2 separate regions of the Mus musculus genome follow, and region 2 is linked to region 1. A link is a contact called in public HiChIP or PLAC-seq data. All regions are on one chromosome and are shown on one strand. Each heading gives the region's core, a stretch centred on a gene start, on an enhancer-like site or on the middle of the called end of the contact. The rest is flanking DNA. Distances are from core to core; before and after follow the strand shown. Region 1 holds the start of Dio2 (deiodinase, iodothyronine, type II). Region 2 has its middle 70 kb from the start of 5430427M07Rik.

What was found. HiChIP or PLAC-seq counts read pairs in DNA pulled down with a chosen protein or histone mark.
Region 2: a contact with region 1 is called in an H3K27ac HiChIP or PLAC-seq map of embryonic stem cells, with 6 times the contacts expected there. The contact joins the enhancer-like site here to the promoter of Dio2 in region 1. A contact is called at or near these places in 5 of 39 promoter capture datasets (the 3T3-L1 cell line, embryonic stem cells, frontonasal cranial neural crest and 2 more), 6 of 484 Hi-C or Micro-C datasets (the G1E-ER4 cell line, the HL-1 cell line, embryonic stem cells and 2 more), 5 of 115 datasets of contacts at active chromatin or transcription factors (cardiomyocytes, embryonic stem cells and large pre-B cells) and 1 of 9 other capture datasets (embryonic stem cells).

The regions. Positions count from the first base shown.
Region 1 is chr12:90,735,551-90,741,656 of GRCm38.p6, forward strand. It overlaps Dio2 (deiodinase, iodothyronine, type II), which reads right to left and starts at 3,488. Exons shown (of 2, transcript NM_010050.4): 1 at 2,513-3,488. The coding sequence starts at 2,734. It overlaps Gm26512 (a long non-coding RNA gene), which reads left to right and starts at 2,657. Exons shown (of 5, transcript XR_872906.2): 1 at 2,657-2,750.
Region 2 is chr12:90,973,019-90,979,124 of GRCm38.p6, forward strand. No RefSeq gene overlaps it. Among named protein-coding and RNA genes, the nearest start is that of 5430427M07Rik, 70 kb to the right of the region's middle. Within about 2 kb of position 3,598, at least 6 of the 459 cell types and tissues checked have an H3K27ac peak or open chromatin away from gene starts, as enhancers often do. A contact at or near this core is called in embryonic stem cells and trophoblast stem cells, where this site is marked.

The sequences.
Region 1 (6,106 bases), core at 2,238-4,737:
CGTCTGTTTGAAACCCATGTTAGACACACCTCCCCATCTTGGACAAATCTGCTTTGAGAGTTGCAGTTGCCCAATAACGCAAGTCAAGATTGTGAAACCCCAAGATGCAGTGTCAGACAGGACCGCCTCTGGCATCTCTGGAAACTGTCACACCTAAAGGCAGTGTGTCATGACCGACACAGCATTTGGCAAATGACTTGACCTTTTTGAGAGGCTCTGGGTGAGATTCTAAGACTACCACCTCCACCATGATGCCTAACGAACTCAGAGAGAGAAGAGGACAGAATTTAGCTCACATTGTACTCTTGATGTCTCCCTACATCTCACACCCAGCCCATCCTTGTTCTTGTTTTCCTGAGGTTTCTTTTGCACATAGTAGCTATTGTACAAATCATTAAACGCAAGCAAACAAAAAAACAAAAAACAAAAAAACAAAAAACATAAGCCAGGAACTTGGTCACTAATCAAATCAGTGGGCAGAGACAAAGAACTAGAAAAGAGGAATACACAAACCATATGCCAAAAGTCAAAGCAAACCACTCAATCCCCATGAACACAAATAACAACATATGACAACACAATGGAACACTATACATTAGTGAAAAAAGATCTAACAAAGTTTATTATAGAGGCATTTGCTTGCTTTTTCGATGTCCACTTCAATTATCTGCTTGATGATCAAAACAACCTCACTTAATGTTTATGGGGGGTTTGGTAGCCTACAAAGTTGATGGGGAGATAATATTTATATTCTGGACTTATACACATGGGTAAAATTCTTCAAAAATCACCTTTAAGTTTTTCCTAGTGAACGTCCATCATCTTTCAAAAATCAGGCATTTAATGTACTGAGAATAAACCCGTAACCCTCCATATTATCTAAGACATAGATATGCTTGAGGGGATTGACAAATCAATAATATTTTAATATGCAGCTACAACACCCCATTCCTCTAAACTCCTGACACCTAAATCATACATACAAATGTCACATCCTGCGTGCACATCTGTGGGGATGGCAGGATCTCTGGGTATCTCCATGGCCATACATTTCACTTACAGGTATGACATAACTGAGTCTCCAGGCATCCACCTCTATCCTGACGAGGGCATTCCTTGCTAAGAGGAGGCTTGACTTGTCATTCAATGCTCCCTCCACAGAGCATGACAGGCCCTTCTTTAGGTTCTTTGCAATAATGCCAGGAATCACACGTTAGTGCCTGAAGAAAACCATACTTTTCTTCCTCAACATTTGCTTTCCAGTGAAACACCCTGCCCAGATTCTTTATCCCTCCCCCTCTCCCCGCCCCCTGCACCTGGATTTATTTTTTCCACTGTTTACTGGGGAAGGACTCCTTCCCTTCCTCCTCTGCTGTTCGGAGTTCCCATCATGATGCTCACCCTTCCACCTGCCCCAAGAGCAGCACTCGATTGAACGTCTGGCTTCGCTACTCCTCCAAACTCCCTTCTCTGACAAGCTCTTTCAGTACTGCTAGGAACACATTTCCTCTTTTTATAGAAACTTATTTCGTCCACATGAATTCATTCTTTCTAATACCCAGGATGGTTCAGAAGCCTAAGGGATGGACGACCGTACAAAAGTATTCATCCCACTTTACCCTGACTGATATGGTTTGAAAATGTTCCTCTAAACATGTCCTGGCAGCAGAAAGGCTGGAATACCGGAAGTTTTCGCATCCATGCATCAATCACTCACCCCAGTGTTTCAAAAGCTGATGGGAATACACTGTCCCCAGGTAAGGGAGGTCACCTCTCTAATGTCCAAGGCCTGACATAGGAATGCATTATAGACCCATCACTTCTTTGTATGGGAATTTATTTGTAGATTCGGTCTCACACACAAAGTCTGGGTTTCTGACAACCTATCCCTAGATCTTTCTTTTGCAAACTGACACTTAGTAACGAGGAGTCCACACATTCCAACTAAGTAGGTGGTCATGCTCAGCTTGCTTTCATTTGTTCTTAACTCCCTAAGAAATGGAGGGGCTATAGTGAGGTCACAGCCATCGTCATCATCATTATCATCATCACCACCACCACCATCATCCTCATCCAACTCTGACCATTTCAGCAGAAAGAAAACACTATTCAAACCTTCTCCTACATATCACACATGTAAAGCAAAGCAGCAGAAACCAGCTCATATCAAGGGCAGAACAAATACAGCAAGTTCCAAGCCCCCCTCCCAGAACTCTGATTTTACCTACAGTTATTTTATACCAGCACAAACCCCTTCAACTGCCAATTCAGTGCAAAGTAACAGCAGCCCTCATTAAAGACTCCTACTGAAGTCACCAAGAGTCCCCGTGGCTCCGTGTCTGTCACTCCCAAATCTAACCTGTGCAACAGGTGTCCCAAGTGGCACTGAGACTCCGTGGAACATAGTCACTGGAGAGGACACCCCAAGTAGGACTCCCCAGAGCCAGCAGCCCCACACCTTCCACACCCCTAGCCCTTGCGACCCAGGAGAAGCTCAGTGGCTGCAGCTCACCTGTTTGTAGGCATCTAGGAGGAAGCTGTTCCAGACACAGCGCAGCCCTTCTGAGGTCAGCATGCGCCTCCACTCTCCGCGAGTGGACTTGGAGCGGCTCAGAAGCAACGCCACGTGCTTGAGCAGAATGACCGAGTCATAGAGCGCCAGGAAGAGGCAGTTGGAGAAAAAGACTGGCAGGATCTGCAGGGTGATCAGCAAGTCTACGCTGAGGAGTCCCATCTTCTCTGCCTCCTCGGTCAGTCTCCTGGGCACTCTGCTTCCCCAGTCACCTTCTTTTTGCAAAGGAAGGTGGTGGTAGAGAAGTGGGGGACCAAGGGGAAGGTTGGGAGGGGGGTGAGGGAGAGGGAGAAAAGCTAAATTAGAAGAAATCCCAACTTGTCTCTTCTTTGAAAGAAGCAGAAATGGAAAGACCAGGTTCAGGCTCTGCAGCCCAGCAGTTGGAGTGTACCCATCAATTCATTCAATTCCGAGATGCATTTTTTTCCAGGATTTAAGATGGTTTAAAAAAAAAAAAAAGGCACCACCACCAGCAACAACAACAACAAAAACCCTGGCGTGCCAGTCCCTAATCCAGTTTACCCCTGTCAGAGTCCGTTAAAGACAGGAAGTTCTACTTTCATTTCCAGGCACCTATGAGACTGCAGAGATGGTAAAAATTTTCTTTTAGCTTTTCATGTTCCTTTAAACGCTGTCTGGCTTCTTGCACTGCCAATTTCTTAACTGTGCTGTAAGGGTAGGGGTTGTTTGGTTTGTTTGGGGTTTTTTTCTTTCTTTCTTTCTTTTTTTCTTTCTTTCTTTCGCTCTGTCTTTACTCCGTTGTAAACATACTTTCTGTTCTCCTCCTCCCAGCCTGTCTCCCTCTGCCTGTCCTTTCTCCAGGTTCTCCAGGAGCGGCTGTCCTCTGCCCCCTCCCTCTGGCGTTTCCCTCTTTGCTATCTTCTGCCTCCGCTGGCTGCAGAGTGCCTCTCTCTGCAGCTAGTGAGTCTCCCTGAAGCCTTTTATACATTCCCTGGCTAATTGCTGCAATAGAGAAATGAAAGCCTAATCTTGCTAAAGATCTTGACGTCATTGAGAAAGAGGGCTTACTTTGGCCAGGAGTGCAGTGAGCAGAAAGGCAAAACTCTACAACTTTTTTAAAAGGAGAGGTGGGGGAGACAGAAGGATTTTGCTTTGTGCTTTAAAGGGAGAGAAAGAAAAAACGATGTTACCTTTGACAAGTCTCAAGAAATGCTTCCAAACTTAAAGAAAAGTAATTTGTAGACTAATATGTTAACACTTTCCTCTGATTATCATTTTTATTAACTTAGGAATTTTGGCAAGAAAGCTTCCTGGCAGGCAGGTAGAAAAGCGAAAGCGTGAACATGGGTGCTCTCTGCTCCATTAAAAAGAAAAAATAAAGCTATTAATGCTCCCGTGTGGGCGTTACACCTTTACACAGGATTGGTTTTTTTCTCACCCGATCTCATTCCTGGGTGTTATGAATATATTTTCAGTAATGATCTTATCAGAGGGAATAGAAAGTGAATTTTGAGTTGGAAATTTTATAAACTATTTGAGACCACCATGGTATATCTTTAAAGATTATTCCCAAACTGAATTCAAGTATTATTTTTGGTTTTACTAAAGCTTCGATATTACAACAACAACAACAATAACAACTAACCTTCCAGCCATGGAAGGAGCTGCTGAGTGACCAACTCTTTCAGTGTCATTTCCCTACAACACTGATAAAATACTATTTCCATTCATTGGCATTTAGATCCCAGGAGACTGAGAAATTGATTATTTATGAGAATCTCTTAAATTCAGCCTTTAATAGTCCAGAAGCTTTAGGGAGCCATTTAGTTTGCTTGGAGGAGAAGATTAAAAGAAAGTAAAAAGGCTATAGGTAGTTAGGGGCTATATAGGTAGTAAGGGGCTATATAGATGGTAGGGGTTGTAAGTGGCTAGGGGCTGTAAGTGGTTAGGAATAGAAACAAACCAAGAATTAACACCAGGTGCCCCTTGGGCCTCAGTGGACTCTCTTGCCTTTTAGTTCCCAGGACAGTTATTTAAACAGATAGAACCTGGCAGTGAGTTTCCACCCCTACCTCCTTCTACGTTTCCTCCCTCTCTTACCTAACAGATCACTTCTAGGAGTGACATTTTTCTGAGAGTAGTAGTGACAATTATAGACACTGGAGTGGAAACATAAATTGAAATTGAAAGTCAATTTGTTGAGTTTTCTATGTTCACAGAGCTCCTGTCAAGCTCGAGCTGAACAGTAGATGCAAACAGGTGGTCAGTCCCTTGAGCTTCTATATCTTGCCCCCGGTCTCCAACTCTGTATTGACAGGACTGTAAAGCCTAAACAGAGGTCATTCTTTGTAGAGAGCATGGGCTAAAATCTGCATATGGATGTATTTTGTTCAGCTGGTAATATGGTTCTGAAAAATAGTCCCAAGGAGAGAGTAAGCTCTATGTGACCCACAACTCTTGTCTTCTCTACACATTGCCATCTCCCGAGCACATAAGAATCCTGGTTGGGACATGTTCAGCTCAGTGGTGTTCTGAATGAATGAATACCTAGGGCATATAGAGGGCTCAGCTCTGCTTCACACTAGGGGGCGCCATTCACATACAACATAACATGGTAGAGAGGTGCCCTGGAATTCTAAAATGAGGTAGCTTTTTGCATGGCTGCTCCCCAAAGACAAGGGCTCTCTACCATCATATTTTTATTTCTTTCCTCTTCTCTTCTCTTCTCTTCTCTTCTCTTCTCTTCTCTTCTCTTCTCTTCTCTTCTCTTCTCCTCTCCTCTCCTCTCCTCTCCTCTCCTCTCCCCTTCCTTCCTTCCTTCCTTCCTTCCTTCCTTCCTTCCTTCCTTCTTTCTTTCCTTCCTAATCGTCAATTGTGAGGTTTGAGTGTATACTCCATGGGCTAAATTTTTATTTAGATGAGGAGACTTTAGATGTTTGAAAAATTAACATAAACCACGGAATATCTCTCCTTGGACCAGCATGTGCTGTTTGCAAAAAGATATTCACAAATACAATGTTTGTGTGTTCCTTTCTTTCAAACTTCTCAATGCCTTTATGGGAGGAAAGAGAGGACAAAGAGGAGGGGGTTGCAAAGTACCTTAATTAGTGTAGATGAGGGCACTTCAATTCCTGATGAAGTCCCTGGCAACTAGGATGGGAGGTATACCCCTCCCCTGCCCCCTGAAATGAAGCTTCTACTCACTGCCCAGTCCTGAAAATCTCAACCCTATGCAGAGCTCTTCTGAGAAGGAGGAAAGTTAACCCATTTGCCTGTATTCTCAAGACCTACAGTGTGATTGGAATGGCCTCTTAAGAAGGATTGGCAAGGAGTGGAAAAATGTTCCCTTTTCACGTGTAATGTGCGGAACAGAAGTACTTAGAGAATAGAATTAAAACCAGTGGGTGCGGTTTGCTCTTGTCCCTTTCTTTCCTTTATTTGAGATTAGAAATGTCAGAATGGAATTGAAATAAGTTACAATCCACCAGAGCTAGGTCTCTTTCTGCACGGGGTTTCCTGGCTGCTTGTTATAATAAAATGTGTTTAGCATTTTGATCTTCAAGGGATTTACTC
Region 2 (6,106 bases), core at 2,348-4,847, 240 kb after region 1:
AATGAGCCACTCTTCCAGGGGAACCTCAAAAAAGTGGTCTGGGATCACAGTCTGCATAGCAGACTCTGAAGGGCCTTGGCCAGCCTGGTTTTTCCTTCTTGTTTTGTTTTGAGATTAAGAGTCACACTGTGTAGCTCTGCCTGGCCTGGAACTCACTAATGGAGATCAGGCTGGCTTTGAACTCACAGAGTTCCTTCCACCCAGCTTCTGATCTGAACTACTAAAACTACAGACTAAAACCTATGCATTATGAGTCCCACCCTGGCCCATACTCAGAATGAGAGAAAGCAGTGAACCTACTCTGACTGTCAAACACTCCCCCACTTGTCTCTTAATGTGCACTTGTGAACTCATTTTCAGTTGGAGATCCCTCATGCAGGTAGAGTGAACAAGTATAGTGCCTCCAGAATTACAGTCCCTGTAATTAGAAATTACTCTTGTCCAGGGAACAGCTATAGAAAAAAACTAAACAGGGAAGAAAGAAGGAGGGAGGGGGAGGGGAAATGGGAGGGGGAGGGGAGGGGGAGAGGGAGGAGAGGGAGAAAGACAGGCACCACACTTCTAGTCTTGATATAGACTTCAAATATCCTTCACACTGATTGGTTTCTGGTCTCAGTGTCTTTGAAGTCTTCTCCAGTCCTTATCCTTCAAAAGTTAATGTTTTAACCTCCCCAACCCCTCGTGTGTGTGTGTGTGTGTGTGTGTGTGTGTGTGTGTGTGTGTGTATGTCCTGAGCAGCAGGTATGTCCATTTAATGATACCCAGGGTAGCATCAGGAGAGAATGCCTTCCACGTCCTCTTCTGCTCGCTGCTTCTCTTTCACATTGTTCTTCTTGTCTTCTCTAAGATGCTAAGGGAGGTTACCTATCCTTCCATTCCTTGCCTGCAGGTTATAAGCCTTCAAATGGCTCTGTTCTAGAGAAATAGTCTACATAATGGGCATTTCGCTGCCAGAAAGAAAACTCAGTTTACACAGCTGTATCACAATCTCATCTTCCAAATAGCTACCCACTAAGCTACTGATCAATTTATCATCTCCTTTTCTCTTTAAACTTTCTACCCAGTAAGCAATATTTTCCTTTTGTAATATCTTCGCTCCTCCCCCAATGCCTAATGTGAAATTTCTTCCAGCACAGTTCAATGTATAGGTTCTATTTTTCAAAAAATGAAAACAATTTTATCTGTAGTTTCCCATATTACATTATAGAATAAACCTATATGACTTCCAGAGAATAATAGCTAGAATAATTTCCTTACAATTTCATCTTCACTTCTTAAATATTCAAATAAAAAATCCAGTTTAACTTCTATCTCCATAAGTAAGAGAGTTCTAAGTTCCTGTGTTTGTGTAAAATTTTATTATATCCCGTATTGAGTAAAGGAAACAGTAGGATTAGAAATATTTGACTGTTATAATGTTATTTGCTGAAAAGGTGGTAAATTGGTACATATATTTTTAATTTCATCATGGCCATTTAAGATAGCTGGAAGCTATTGTTATTTATTTTTTCATTTTTAACAGCTTGACCTATGCACAGGCAGTACAAAAAAGAGCATCTTTAAAAAAAAAAAATCACATTTTGTTGTCAAGTGACTTCTGTATCTCAGATGTTTCTCCCCTATTTTTATTTTATGAAATCAGATTAGCAAGATTAAATCTTTTTAGCAGTAAGTTCACTGTACACTAATGTAAATATCTCAAAATCTTGAGGCTGACCAACCCACTCCTCATTCTCATTTTCTCTGAATGGACGCATATGAGAATTGTCCCTCTCAGAATTCTCAGGCACAGACTTATTCTTTTTATTTTTAATTGAATAGTTTATTTACTTACATTTTAAATGCTATCCCCTTCCAGGTTTCCACTCTCCATATGTGTGTGTGTGTGTGTGTGTGTGTGTGTGTGTGTCTGAGACTGAGCAGGAATGCAAATTAATAAGAAAAAAAGAAGGCATGAATTTGAAATGGATCAAAGAGAAGTATATGGTAAGGTTTGGAGGGAGGAAGACGAAGGAAGAAATGTAATAGCTATATTAAAAGTAAAGAATAAAACAAATACCTGGTTTTGATATTGACCTCTGTGGATACACAGAAACCAGGATGTAGTTTTTCACCATGATCCTTTGCATCTGAGCAGTCTGAAATTAAAATCATGCAAAACTGTTGCTTCTGTGCTGCTCTCCTGGTAGCCAAAGCAGCTCTTCAAAATTTTGTTAACAAGACTTTAAACGTTTTGTCTACCTACCAAGAGAGACAAAAACCTTCATTTCAGTAACAATAATAGCAATCAATAGATTGTTAAAAGTCAAGCTTTCAGATTCCCTTCATAGAGTTTAACAGACTGGGGTAAAAATTTAACAGGAATGAAAGTGACCAAATACCTGTATAAATAAATGTATTGGCCCAAACTGTACCAACTAACAGTAGCATTTTCATCCCTGATTCTAGTCTCTACACTACAATTTAGCCATTGCTGCATCCATGTTCATAAGCAAAGAGGTGGAAACTCCAGTTGCTAGGTGACATTCCCAGGATCAGAGAACAGAGGGGTGGTGTTACCTCCTTCCAGCCTAGCAAGGCTGGCTGTGACCATCCCAGCTTGAGTGGAGTCACCTGCTGTGCTGCTCTTTTGATGTGCCACTACCTGCCTGAGGCCCAACCTGCCAGAGGCTGAACCGGTTCTCTTCCAAGAATCTTCCCGAGTTCCCAATAAAAAGCTGACCTACCAATGTCAAAGGAACTTTGCTTGGCCAGGGACAGGCTTCCCCTTTTCTTTATATTTACATTTAATGTTTGCTGACATTAAAATTGAACCTTGAGCAGAGAGCTTTGTCTTGGTTCCTTCCTTATCTCCCGCAGCCCAGCCCTTCTTCTCTTCCAGGTTTCCAAAATGCCTTTCCAGGCTAGAACTGCTGTGATCTGCTGGCTGGACACAACAGGACGACAGAGTCAGAATTCACGGCAGGTCTGAGCAGGTCTAGCCCACCCGAAGACATCAGAAATCCCTGTCTGAGGAGATGGATAGAAGGGCAAAGGAAGTTTCCAAATCTCCAGGTGCCAAGTAAGTTTTTGTTTGATTGTATCTATAAAATACTAAAGCAGACAATGCACATACAAAGCATCCCCATTCATTAACTACCAACCACCCCCACCCCATGCCCTTAGAACATCCAAGGAAAAGAGATGAAATAGAACAAGCATTGCATAGGCTTAGAAGCTGGAAACCTCGGGAGGGGGGGGGGGGATGGGATTCCACTTGTGCGGAAAGTATAACAAAGTAAAAACAAAATTCTAGGCCTTTAGGCCCAGGCTTGGGAATGTGGCCTTTGTGAAGGTATGCTAATCATAAAACAGATAGCTACATTCCTCCACCCACCCGCTTCCTGGGTTCAAAGAGTGCTCATTCAAAGAAAGTCACCCTGACCATTGCCAGAACCCGCTATGCAAATTTGCTATTGTTAGGGGCTCTTAGAAACTGTCTTGAGAAATAACCCTCACAATTACCAGGTATTGCCCAGTGACTCTTGTAACTTTGCACTTCCTTGTGACTCTTAACTGGTATTTTGGTATTTTTCCAACACCGCCCTTCCCACCTCCTTGAGTTGTGGTTTCTTCCTTTAAATACCCCCTTATCCAGCTACTCGGGGAGCCACGATCCTCTACCCCTGCGTGGTGTATGACCTTGGGCCTGAGCGTGCTCTTGAATAAAAATCCTCTTGCAGTTTGCAGCAAGACCGTTTCTTGTGGGTGATTTTGGGGTGTCGCCTCTCCTGAGTCAGAACGTGGGGGAGTCCTCACGTTGTGGGTCTTTCAGTGCCTGTCACTATACTGGTATATTCCTTGAGTTAAAACATTTTGGATTCATGTTCATCCACAAATTTAAAAAAATATTACATATGTTTATATATTTTAAATTTACATAATATGAATTTTACATATTATTTAACTTGTGGATAATATGATGAACATTATGTATATATAATAATGTGTACTTATGAGGGTCACTCTGAGGGTTAATGAAATAACTTACATGAAATTATAGAGAGGAAAGATCCATTAACAAGCACCGTCCTTCCCGCCATGTTAATCTGTTTCCAGTCTTTAAGGAACGTATTTGTGTGGACTGTAGCAACCTATTCTTAGGTAAGCATTGGACAGTGGCTGTCACAAATTCAATTCTGAACTCACTGTGGGTTCAGTACTTTCCCTCACTGTGCTAATCCTGTACCTTGGTTTCCTTAGAAGACTAATGGTGTTTACCACCTGAGCTATTGTAAAATTCAAGCACATAATGTGCTCATAAGTACTTGGCAGATAGACCAATTGGCATGTAACAAGCAGTCCACAAGTTGAATAATTATTAAATGTGTAAATAATACAAAGAAACCTGTAGTTCTCAGCTGTGGTGATTTGATCTTCGGGGGACATTCTGCAATGTCTGGAGACATTTTTGGTTGTAACAACCTAGCACAGGGATGTGCTTTCAATCTGGGATTTTGGTAAATATTCTAGGCTGGGATGTTAATAACTATTCTAAAATTCACAAGACAGCCCCCCAGAGTAAAGAGGTTTCCAATTCAAAATGGTAATAGTATTGAGAGTAAGGAATACTGACCTTGGAAAGTTGCCCTTACCTGCATATTATACAGATTATACAGTTGCCCTTAGTCTACAGTATTTTCTCCATGAAGCAAAGGCTGAGACTAACAAGATAGTTCTGGAAAATGAAGCATCCTATAGAAATGGTACCTGTGAAGTCTCATAAGATTAAAACTGAATGAAGGAATGATGTAGGATATGTGACACGGTAGCATTTCAAGATGTCTTTGATTTGTTTTCAATACTCCTTTAAAGGTGTGCTTTATTTCTAACCCAAAATATGGAAAGCTGGTATGGTGACACACTCCTGTGGTTGCTATGGAGGCAAAAAATTATGGAATAGGTGTTCAGGGTCATTCTTGGCTGTATAGCCAGTAGGAAGCCAACCTCAGATACATGAGACACCATTTCAGAATAAAAGAAACAGCCAAATAGATGGTTGAGAGAGTAAAGCACTTGATTTCAAGCACAAGTGTTTGATCCTCAGGGTTCACATTAAAAGAACCATAGGTGATAGTACATGCTTGTAATCTTAGCACTTGGGAGGCAGGGATAAGTAGATCAATGAGAAGATTGCTGGCTAGCCAGCCTTACCTATTTGATGTGTTCCAGACAAATGAGAAGTCCTGTGCCAAAAATCAAGAAAGATATCAGTAAGCAATGACAGCTGAGGCTGTCCTTTGGCCTCTACACATGTGCATCTGCACACACATGAACACACACACAAGGAAAATAAATTGAACAAATTTGAAAAGACATGAACAAAGGGGCACTAATAATTTCAGGGATCAAAGAATCTAATAAAAAATAGTAGTAGTAGTAGTAGTAGTAGTAGTAGTAGTAGTAGCAGGAGCAGCAGCAGCAGCAGCAGCAGTAGTAGTAGTAGTAGTAGTTGTTGTTGTTGTTATACCTGCAAATTTATCTAGATTCCCCTGGGATCCAGGGAGTAAGATGGTCTGGTTACTTATAGTAAACATTTGTTAGGAAAGAATGTGAACAAGCAAGGTCAGGTTTCTCTATATATTGATCCTACTCAATGTGTCCAGATGCTGTCTGGGTGGTAGGATTGAAGGAAGCTAAGGATACAGAGTTCAAAATGCATCTGTGTATCTGATGCTACAGGTGAAAAAAGTGGGTCTTTCTCTGGATGGAAGCCTGTCCTGTCCTTCTATGGGTCCTGTATGGTTTCTCCAGCTTAAATTGAAAAAGGTACAGGAGACACTTGAGTAAGAACCTGTTAAACCAAGGGAAAAGCCTGTCTTCACAACAATCCATGTTGCTGGCTTCAATGCTGCGATCACATACCTGATAAAAAAAAAAAGGGGTGGGGGTGTTTTGACTTACATTTGAGCAGGCGTCACCATTACCAGGAAGGCATTGTAGCAGAAATTTGGGCAGCTTGTCACACTGCTTCCAAAATTAGAAATCACAGAGAAATGAATGTTGGTTCTCTGCCTGGTTTTTCCCCTTTATCCAGTCCAGGACCCTGACCCATGGAATTCTGGCA